2 separate regions of the Mus musculus genome follow, and region 2 is linked to region 1. The links are chromatin contacts, called in public promoter capture Hi-C maps. All regions are on one chromosome and are shown on one strand. The core of a region is the stretch at or near the end of the contact, and the rest is flanking DNA. Distances in the headings are between cores, read along the strand shown.

Region 1 (5,472 bases), core at 541-3,040:
CCCAGCAGCCGCTGTACTCTCCCTGGGCGCCGGGCCCGGTGCACACGCCGTAGCCATGTGCCCGCCCCGCCTCCCAGCCCCCCACGTAGCAGCCCCCGTCGTCAAAGTCGAACTTGCCCCCGGGGGACATGCATGTAGTTGGCGCGGCCTCAGCCCCCCGGCAGCTCAGCGCATCATGGGGCTGGAGAGCCGGCTGGGGGCCTGGGGGCCGGGCGAGGCTTGGGGGCGGGGGCAGTTAGACCGGGGCTGGGCGGAGGGGCCCCAGCGCGGGCAGGCAGGGCCGGACCCTCATCCTGAGTGGCTGCGGAGAAAGAGGGGTGCAAGTGGAGAGCGAGGCAAGTGGAAAGCGAGGTCCCCTTCTTTGCCAGCCGCTCCCCTGCCGGTAGCTTTAGGGCATCAGCACCGCCCTCCAGCCCTCCTCCCATCCCCCCTAGGCAGCATCTTTTAGCAGCTCCCAAGCGGTGAGGGCAAGGGGGCTTTCCCATCCCTCCCAACTTGTAGAGGGCGCCTCCCGGGACTTGGGGTCCCAGCGCTGATCCCGAGTCCTACTTTTCCAACCCAGAACCCCAGAGTGTGGAGCGTGGATGGCAGTTGGAGGTGGGGGACCTGGGAGGGGCCAGGGCAGGGTCTTCCGACACCTGCTTTCCTGGCGATTTGGACCCCTCTGCCTGGATTCTTTGGCTCCGCTAGCAAACCCGGGTGCGGGGGAGGCAAGGGGGTAAAAATGTAGCTAGCTAGAAAGCCGGCCCCAGGTGGGCCGATGGTAGAATGGGGATGTTGGGGGTGGGGTGGGGGATGAGGGTAGGGATGGGCAGACTGGCGAAAGGGAGGGGACAGGTTACTCACCATGTGTGCTGGGGCTCAGGCTGCCTCCCAGGCGCAGTTTCCATGGCAGGGTCCCTCCACTCACACCTCACCAGGACAAGCCAAGCCCCCTTCCCTTCCGGAGAGACTGCTACAACCCAGAGAAGGAAGGTGGGGGAGCTATGGGAGAGTCCCTTTTCCTCGGCTGAAGGTGCAGGCTAGTGTGGGGGGTGAGGTAGTGGCAGGGTGGAGGGGATGAGAATAAGTGTAGGGGGAAAAAAATCTGTCTTGAACGGAGACAGCGAAGAGGAGCTGGGGGCTGGATGGGAAAGGGGAGGGGGCTATCAAGAAGGGGTGTTTTTATTTTTTTCTTCTTATGGTTGGGAGAGGAAAAAAAAAATCAAAATTCCAATTCCATCCCAGCACAAATCAATGTTTGCTCCAAACCCAGCATCAAGGGGGAGGCTGGGCCAGGCAGATTTAAAGGGGCAGAGAGAAGCGGAGAGGAGAGGGTGGGGAGAGAGTCAGTGGCAGTGGGGGTGGTGCGAGGATGCTCAGGCAGAAAAAAAGGGGGTTCGCTACCCCTGAGGTGAGGGAGAAGGCAGGCGGAGAGGAGAATGGAAGGCTCAGAGACCCCCACGGTGGAAAGAAACCGTGGCATGCAGGCAGGGAGTGGAGTGAGGTGGAGGGAGGGGAGGGGAGAGGAGCTAGGGGGAGGAGTCTTAAGATGGGGAGGCAGGGGGAGGCCAGAGCCAGGCGGGGGAGGAGAGATGCTGGGGAGACCGGGAGTGCGAGAGGAATACAAAGAATGAGGTGCAGGGGTGAGAGCTATGGCAGGGGGAGATATAGCCGGCATGGGAGATGGCGAGGGAGACCCATTCCAGGACTCTTGAGAGATAGCTAGGGAGAGAAGTCAAGGGTGGAGGGAAGGAGGGGAGCAGAATCACATAGGGAGAAGAAGAGAGCGAAATAAGGCTCGCGACGAGCGGGAGAAAGCTCTGCAGAGAAAGGGCAGGCATGAGAATAGAAATCCCGGCAGGAAGAGCCCACATGGAGACAGGAGGTCCGGAAGTGGTGTTTATGAGGACCCTGGGGAGAGGGATGAACCTGCCAGCTGCTTGGCCGGAAGCCAGGAGGCATTTGAACGTGGATACCTCTGCCCATTCAGCTCAAACTCCTCCACCAGACAGCGCCCACCCTGTCACAGTTTTAGAGGTAGCTTGAGATGGGGCCCTGTCTGGAGGCCCCACTAAGCTAATGCACACAATATTCCGCGGACACCAACAGTTTGTCTAGGATGGGCCCTCTGAAGGGAGTGTTGGTATGTTCATTAAGGGGGCTCAAATTTGAGGAGGCCACCAAGATCTTAGGGCTCTGGAGTCTTCTCTTTCACAACACAGCAAATTACACAAGTTTGCTTGAGCAGGCTTTTGCTGTGGCCCCTTAAGCCCATCATCGACCTCTTCGAGTCCACTCTCCAGATTGACAGCACAAGTAGACCACACAGGTATTCACGTACTGCATTCCCTCCCTTCTCAGCTTCCTCTGGCCTGCCCCTGCGTGTTTACAGGGAAGGAGGCACCAGTGTGCTCAATTGCCTTTCTTTCCCCATAGGACCTAGTCCCCGCTGCCCACCCCTCATCCCCACACCTGATTTAAAGAGATCCAGAGCCCCGAGGGGGAAGTCATTCACCAAGGGGCACACTGGCAAAGTTGGCAAAGCTAGAAGTAGAACACTAAACGCAGACTTTTATTTTTGTTGGTGTTGGGAACGGAATTCTGGTTCTTGGGATAAAGCGCGTGCTCTATCACTGGGCTCTAGCTGGCAGCTTGGTGTCTTTCGAGCCCTTCAGTTCTTCCAGATGTCTGTGCTTGGGAGCATCCCCTAAAGTCAGGGTTACATTGGGTACTTTGGTAAAATAAAGAGTATGAAGATCGAAATAAACAGGGATTTCTCTTGTACACACACACACAGGCACATGTGTGTGCATACTACACACTATGTATATATTAGTGGGGTGGTGGTGTGTGCATGTGTCAGAGAGAGAGAGAGAGAGAGAGAGAGAGAGAGAGAGAGAGAGAGATATCAGAGGAAGTCCTTGTCTTCTGTCTTGTTGAGATAGCTCTTGTCTCCTCTGTGTAATGTACTCCAGGCTAGTTGGCCTGATCCTCTTGTGGACTCCCATCTTTCCTTAGGAGTGCTAGGCTTAGATGTGGGCCACTGCATCTGGCTTCTCACCTAGGATCCATGGATTGAGCTCAGGCTGTAGGCTTGTGTGTCTGCTGAGCTATATCCCTAAATCACATTGTGTTTTTCTAGAAGTTTCTCCAGGGCAGAGACTACTCTTTTTTTTTTTTTTTTTTTTAAAACAGGGTCTCATTATGTTCCCCAGGCTCCTCCTTCATCCTCCCCGAGTGCTGGGATTACAGGCACAGCCACCTTAACATCATACTCAGCAGGGAACCACATATTTAAAGCACTTTTGAGAACAAAGCAGGGTAGCCATCAGGTACTGGGGATGTGTAGCTTAGTAGGAGAGCATGTGCCTAGGATGTGCAAGGCCCCCAGTTCAATCTCCAGTACCAAAACCAACCATCACCAACAAAAATCCCAGAGTCCATTTGGGGTCCACTTAATACAGGATAGTTGGTTCATATATTCATTCATTCATTTCTCATTAGACATCTACATCTTTACTGGTGAAGTCCTGAGAAAGTCTTGTAATATATGGGACACACAGCCCTGGCTGTGCTCCTCCCCCATTTCTCTGAGGGAGCTAGCCTTTTGGCCTGTCCCTAATGGTTGCTACAGTCATCTCTTTCAGAATAGGGACACTTGTTATTTTTATTGTTTTCTTTCTTTCTCTCTCTCTTTCTTTCTTTCTTTCTTTCTTTCTTTCTTTCTTTCTTTCCTTCTTTCTTTCTTTTTTTCTCTTTTTCTTTTTGAGACTGAACTGGTTTGTTTTGTCACAATTTACAAATGTAAAAGTGTCATGGAGAGAGGAACTGGTGTTAGCTGGAGCTAGGTTCTGTGCTTGGCACTCTGTCTGCATTAGCTCATCGGTCCCCACACCAACTGTAACTGAGCAGTCTAGGCCGGGAGCCAACACTGGCCTTCCTAAACTGACAAAGCAGAGCACATTACCTGATGTGTCTGAGCTGTAGCTGGCCTGTCTCTACAATGGGGATATTACAGCGCAGCAAGGGCTGAAGTGACTATATGAACAGTACAAACGATAATATACAGAGAAAAAACCATTTAGTATGGTGCTCTCCCAGTGCATTGTAAATGCCCAACAAATGGTGGCTTCAAAACTAACTTGGTATTATTTCAGTTTTATAATCTGGATCTAGAAGTTACTTAACATGCTAATGTGTAACAGCCCTTAGAACTCCACGTATGTCAGATTCCCAACTTAGTAAGTGTGTTTCTCATTGCTAAGATAAAGTACCCAACACAAGGAACTTAGTGGAAGAAGGGTCTCCCCTGCCTCACAGTCTGAGGGTCAAATCCATCATGGTGGGAAAGGCATGGAGGCTGATAACCACTCTCTGGGATTAGCTGGGGAGCAGAGGAAACAGAAGTTCTCAGGTTGCCTCCTCCTTTAGAGTCATGCTAAGAGGCAAGCCTGTGGCTGTGGTGCCACCCACACTCAAAGCGGGCTTTCCCTCTTCAGTCTCTGGAAAAAGCCTTATAGACCCATCCAGAGGTGTGTTTCCATGGAGATTCTAAATCCTGTCAAGTTGACAAAATTATCCATGCTCTAACAAATGCATTGGGGGAAAGTAAGACAGCTGTTGTAGACTTGTGAAAGTCAGACACAATATCAAGAAGAAAATAAGAATTCCTGTAGTCTCCTGTGTAATAAACACCTTAATTTATTTTCTTTTGCAAATCTATTTATTTTTACGTTTTGTGTATGAGTGCTGAATTGAGTCTATGCACCAGGTGCTTGTAGAGCCCAAGAAGGCCAGAAGAGGGCACTGTGTGCTTTGGAACTGGAGTCACGGCTGGGTGCTGGGAATTGAACCCAGATCTTGTGAAAGAGCAGCCAATGCCCTTAACTGCTGAGCTGTCTATACAGCCCCCTTTAATTTCATATAATATCTTCTCTATAGCTTTTATTTAACAGGTTGTTAAGTTATACTTAACCTGTACTTAAGCGTGTACTGTATTTGTTCTCTTGGCTTTATATAATAAACATTTTTGTCCTATCATTAAAATATTATTGAATCCTGAATGACTGTGCAATCTTTAATTGTCTGAGTGCATTAAGCTTTGTGAGCTATCCAAGCACAGCATTTTTTTAAAAATCCTATTTGTTTGCTTGTTTCTTTCTCTTTTTTTTTGTGGTCTTTCAAGTAAGGGTCTCACTATGTAGTCCCTGGCTGGCCTGGAGCTCACTATGTAGCCCCAGCTACCCTGGAGCTGACTATATAGACCAGGCTGGCCTCAAACTCCTAGATAACTGCCTGCGTCTGCCTTCTGAGTGCTGGGATCAAAGTTCTGCGCCACCATATCAGACTCCATATTACTTTTTTTTTTTTTTAAGATTTATTTATTTAATGTTATAAGACACACCAGAAGAGGGCATCGGAGCCCATTACAGATAGTTGTGAGCCACCATGTGGTTGCTGGGAATTGAACTCAGGACCTCTGGAAGAACA
Region 2 (4,929 bases), core at 1,965-4,464, 270 kb after region 1:
GAGTTGTCACACCCTCTTCATCCTTACCCGTAGGACTGGCTTTGCTGTCGCCCCAAGTCTGGCTGAGGATGGGACCCACATGGACATCAGCAGCTGGAAGCAGCAGAATGTGGACAGTGCAGTGGTTCTGCTGAAGGAGAAAGGACTCTGTGTGTCAGGCACTGTGTGTCCTGTAGGGAAAGCGGAAGATTGGGAGGAGCCGGTGGCCACAGTGAAGGGCAGAGGAGGTAAAACACAGGAATTCTGCTTTGGTGACCCACGTCAGAATAACCAGTTATAGGCTCCGCTGATGGCCTGGCCATTTGTGTCACTTGGTGATTACCCCTGAGCAGAACTGAGCAGAAATTAGACACATTCCGGGTATGAGGGAGATGGGGAACACTTTGGAAGCATAGAAAGGTACTTCCAGCCATTTGTAGAATATCCGCCAGACCCTCCTGGAAGATTCTGGGGCAAGATCTGATCAGAGACAGAGATGTTGTACAGGAAGAAGTTCTGGTTCTCAGTCAGAGATAGAGTGTTCAGGAAAAAATGGAGAGGTGACCAGTATATTTCAGGAAAGGTTTAGATGAGAGATGAGTTGGGAAAATGGCAGCCCAGAGTGCCTGGAGTCGGAGGACATAAAAGGCAAGAAGAGCTGAAACCCCAGCTTTGTCAGCCGTGTGTGTGTGTGTGTGTGTGTGTGTGTGTGTGTGTGTGTGTGTGTGTGAGCTCCTGAAAAGAGAACCCATTGTCCTCCAACCTTGCTTAGCATTGTTCTTCTCTAGGACTGGGCCCAGGTATATTCCCAGACCAATAAGCTTGCTGTGCCACTACAACAAAAACTTCCCTTCCTTCCATGTCTCCTCCTCACCCACAGGCCCCGGGACACTGTGTGGGTGTGGATTTCCTGGTGTGTATTGCAGGAGTTAATCCCTTGATAGGAAGCACTTTAGGGAGCAGTGAACAGATCTGGGGCGAGGTGAGATCTGAGGAACCAACAAGAGGCTGGTAGAATTTCATCCTCAATGTTTGGATAACCCTCTCCCCACCTAAGCTTGAGCCCCCCTGTACTCCTCAGCGCCACACATCCACTTCCTGTCATAAGCTCATTGACATGGGGCAAGGCCAGGCGTTCAGACTCCCCGATGTCATCTAAAGAAGTGAAGGTCCTTACTTGCTCAAGGATGCCTATTCCACGTCACTGGCACCTGTGGGCTATCATCCTGAAACCCAGCCTTCCTGGATCCCCTGATAGATTCTGCTTTGGTCCAGATGGAGCTAGAACCTTTAGAGACAAGGAAAGGTATCCCAGACTCAGACCTTCAATCCCAGAGTCACCAAGTGATCCCTTTTGTACTGAACCTTCAAGATGTCCCCCTTACCCCACAAATGCCTCAATAAACTTCCCTTGGCAGAAGTATCATGTACCCATTCCAACTTGCTTGTTTCCTAATGTGAGAGAGCACTGCATGATCATATCTCTTCTCCCCTGGCCCTTATTTGCTCTGATTTCAGATGAATGTGAAGGCTCCAGCCCTGTTACTGAATCAGCTTCGGCCCCATATGGAAAACAGGGGTTGAGGGTGGGGAAGGGCACAAGGGAGGAGCTACTTGGTATCAAACAGCGAGCAAGGAAGTAGGAGTGTCAATAACACAAGGACAGTAAGAGTTTGTCTTTCACACTTCGGGGTCACGTAAAGAAATCAAAGAACCTGACCCATTATTGTGCCCAGAGAATGCAATGGCCAGGGAATTTGTCAGAGAATCTTCTGGAAGAAGAATAGGGCTGGGGGAGAATCTTGAGAAAGAAAGGCAGGAGTTCTCACAGTTGACCTGGAATTAAGAAATGAAAGTGATTTCTTTTAGCGTGCAGTAACTTGGGTCATGAGGACTGATGAACCTGAGGTACCCAGTGGCATTTCTGTCATCTGCCTCTCAGCCTCTCCGCACAGGCTGGGGCAGAGGCCAGCCTGACCTGCCCCACCTCACCTGTGAGGGAGCCCTACACCGACTTTCTCTGATTTGATGTCCCACTGATTTCAGTGACCTGAGATGCTTCCAGAACTGTATTCTCCAGGAGTTCGGCGTTTGTTTTGGGCAGGAACCGTGTGGTTGTACTCCCAAGAGCTCTTACTTACTGCATTGCAGACCGACCCCATCATTAAATGTTTCCCGTTGTCTGCTGAGTGTGGTGGTAGACGGGAGTTCAAGGTCAACCTCAGCTACATAGTGAGTTCTGCTTTAGATCCTATCTCAACTCCTTGCTCCCAAATACACACATTCCCTCTTCTTCTCTCTCTCCCATCTACCCTCCCATAATTATTTATATTTCATATTAATTACATAATATACATTTTCTTTCTCCCCATGATACACACACACACACACATATCAGCTTTCCTATGTCAGCTAGTCGAGAATCTCAGGCTCCCCCCTCCTAACGCTGTCTTAGCCTTCTAGTCTGCCAACCTGATCCAGTCTCATTCTCCTTTAAAAATCTCCGGGTCTCTTCCCTTGCATAACAGTTCCTCCTCTGAAGACCAGCATCAGCAGTCTTCCCAGTCAGCACAATCTATAGAGCCAGCTTCCCTCTATAACTCAGAGTGGCCAGCAGAGGTTGTTTCTGGGCCAAGCGCTTTGCAGACATTGCTTTAAGATGCTTGTTCCGGGGCTGGTCACGTAACTTGGTGGCAGAGTGCATTCTCAGCTTGCAGAAAATCTCCAGGGAGAACAGAAATCCTCTGACTGCACTACTTCCCCCGCTCCTCCCACACTGGTGTGAGTCTCCAGAGCACAGGCTGAGCGCCTGGTGCAGGAGGGTGAGCACCCAGGCTGGGGCTGTGTTTCTTCTCTAGACTAAAGTGGTCACCTGTGAAATACGACCAGCGCTTCTGACTGATTATGACTATGAAGTTCCCTTCCAGTTCTAACACAGGCAAGGTGTGGGATTAGATTAAACCATGTTTTCAGAAATGCCACTTTTGTAGGTTAAAAATGACCAGAGAGTAATTCATAGGGCACAAGTCAATGCCGTGATGGTATTAGGGGTTTGGGTTTTTTTTTTTTTTTTTTTTAGCAGCATGATCCTTTCCATCATTGTATGAATCCAAAACAAACAGACAAAAGCAGACGATGCCCAGGCTGAAATGTGGGTTTTTTCCGTTTCCTGGTACCTGACCTGGGCACCTCTGCAGAACCTAGCTTCATGGAACCAGCAGTAAACGGCTAATGAGAGGAGAGCACGGCCTCTGAGTCAGAGGCCTGCCTTTAGATCCAAGCTCAGCACTGCTGGGCCTCTGCCACTTACATTCCTCAGCTCGCCCTTTTCTTGTCTAGCAAGAGCTCAGCTGATTAGCAGCCTTGTGACATGTGATGAAACATGTCAGCTACCAGAAGTTAAAAAAAATCGATATATATTTAGTATAATAAATAATAAATATCATTTGAAAATAAAGTAACCTGCAATCTAGTTTATCACATAGGTAGTGCAAATATAACTTAATAACCAAACTCAGTTTATCATTTATAAAAAATATTAAATTTATTACTATTATTCTGGGATCTAAGCAAGCAAAATTGCCTCAATCTTTTAAAGAAGGCAGGTTTTTATGAAATCCATTTAAATTGTTTCCATTCATTCTTATCTACTTGCTAAAATCCTAATTATCCTTCTTCATGACCTGATTTAAATGGAGCTTCCTGTATGCTGGAGAAAAGGTCCTCATAGCCTGAAATTCTATACTTGACAAACACATCTTCCGAAAACTAGGGTAGAGTTCCAGCACTCTGGGGCTGAGCAGGAGTCAGTCACTAACTGGCGTTCTAAAGTATATGTCTCACAGTGCCGAGGAAGCAGGCAGCCAGTCCGTGAAACATGAGGCAAAAAAGGATGGAAAGATAAGGAAATTGTAACATGAATGAAGCAAACTGTCTATTACCCAAAACAAAGATGTTTAGAAGTTTCAAAGAAATAAAAACGTACCACAATAATTTTCACATCAGAAAGATAGAAACGGCGTTATGCTGTTAAGAGATTCTTAAGCTGTTTAGACAGGGCAAGAATATTAGATCTCAATTAAACAGCTCCATTTTACTTTCTGGGCTAACAGCTCCAAAAGTGTTCAGAGAGGAGAAAATAAGTTTTTAAACTAATAGACAGAGAGGTAGAAACAAACAAACCAATCCAAAACGCAATAATAATGAGCAGGTAAAAAGTAACTTGGGGTGGGATGAATTTTATGTAGTCTAACTCTTACTACATCAGTAGACACCGTGAAGATATAAAGCCGCCAAGCCGGGACTAGGAAGAAAAAGAGCTCAGGGTTAATAACACATTTCCCTCACAAGGCTTGAGGACCTGAGCTTGCTCCACAGAACCCACACCAGAGAGCCAGACATGTCACCACTGAAGGCCCTGGCTGCCCAGCCTGACCTGGGAAGAAGAACCCAGATCAGTGAGAGATCCCTTCTCAAAGACAGTGCGCAACACCTGAGGGACTGTAACCAAGCTTGTCCCCTGATCTATACACATCGCATGAACACCTGAACACACACATTCAAGTGCACATGCACATATGCACACGAATACACACACACACACACACACATAAAAGGAAGAAAGAAAAACCACTGGTCTAGAACCTTTAGTCAAATTGGGGTTTTAGTACATTGTAGTTAAAGAGAATTACATCACTATCCCGCTTCTCTTTCGTCTGTCCAGCCTCTTCCAGAAACCCTCCCTCAACCCCTCCCATGGCCCCCCACTTTCAAATTGATAGTCTTCTTTAATTATTATTATTGTTAAATACAAATACACTTAACTAATTATTTAAGATATATATCTTAAACATACATAGTGTGTATAATTTTAGGTAAATATAAAGTAATATGACTCCTTTAGGCTTTATGGCAGAAGACCTATGTGTCCATCCCTCTTTCTCCTTTTGT

What was found. Promoter capture Hi-C pulls out the DNA fragments that hold promoters and counts their contacts.
Region 2: a contact with region 1 is called in a promoter capture Hi-C map of hippocampal neurons, with 3 times the contacts expected there. The contact joins the enhancer-like site here to the promoter of Jph4 in region 1. A contact is called at or near these places in 10 of 39 promoter capture datasets (the 3T3-L1 cell line, 3T3-L1-derived adipocytes, the C10 cell line and 6 more), 3 of 484 Hi-C or Micro-C datasets (hematopoietic stem and progenitor cells, liver and myeloid progenitors), 1 of 115 datasets of contacts at active chromatin or transcription factors (embryonic stem cells) and 1 of 9 other capture datasets (embryonic stem cells).

Annotation. Positions count from the first base shown.
Region 1 is chr14:55,115,145-55,120,616 of GRCm38.p6, forward strand. It overlaps Jph4 (junctophilin 4), which reads right to left and starts at 1,791. Exons shown (of 6, transcript NM_177049.5): 1 at 847-1,791; 2 at 1-301. The coding sequence starts at 130.
Region 2 is chr14:55,384,322-55,389,250 of GRCm38.p6, forward strand. No RefSeq gene overlaps it. Among named protein-coding and RNA genes, the nearest start is that of Gm52145, 52 kb to the right of the region's middle. Within about 2 kb of position 3,215, at least 33 of the 459 cell types and tissues checked have an H3K27ac peak or open chromatin away from gene starts, as enhancers often do. A contact at or near this core is called in hippocampal neurons, where this site is marked.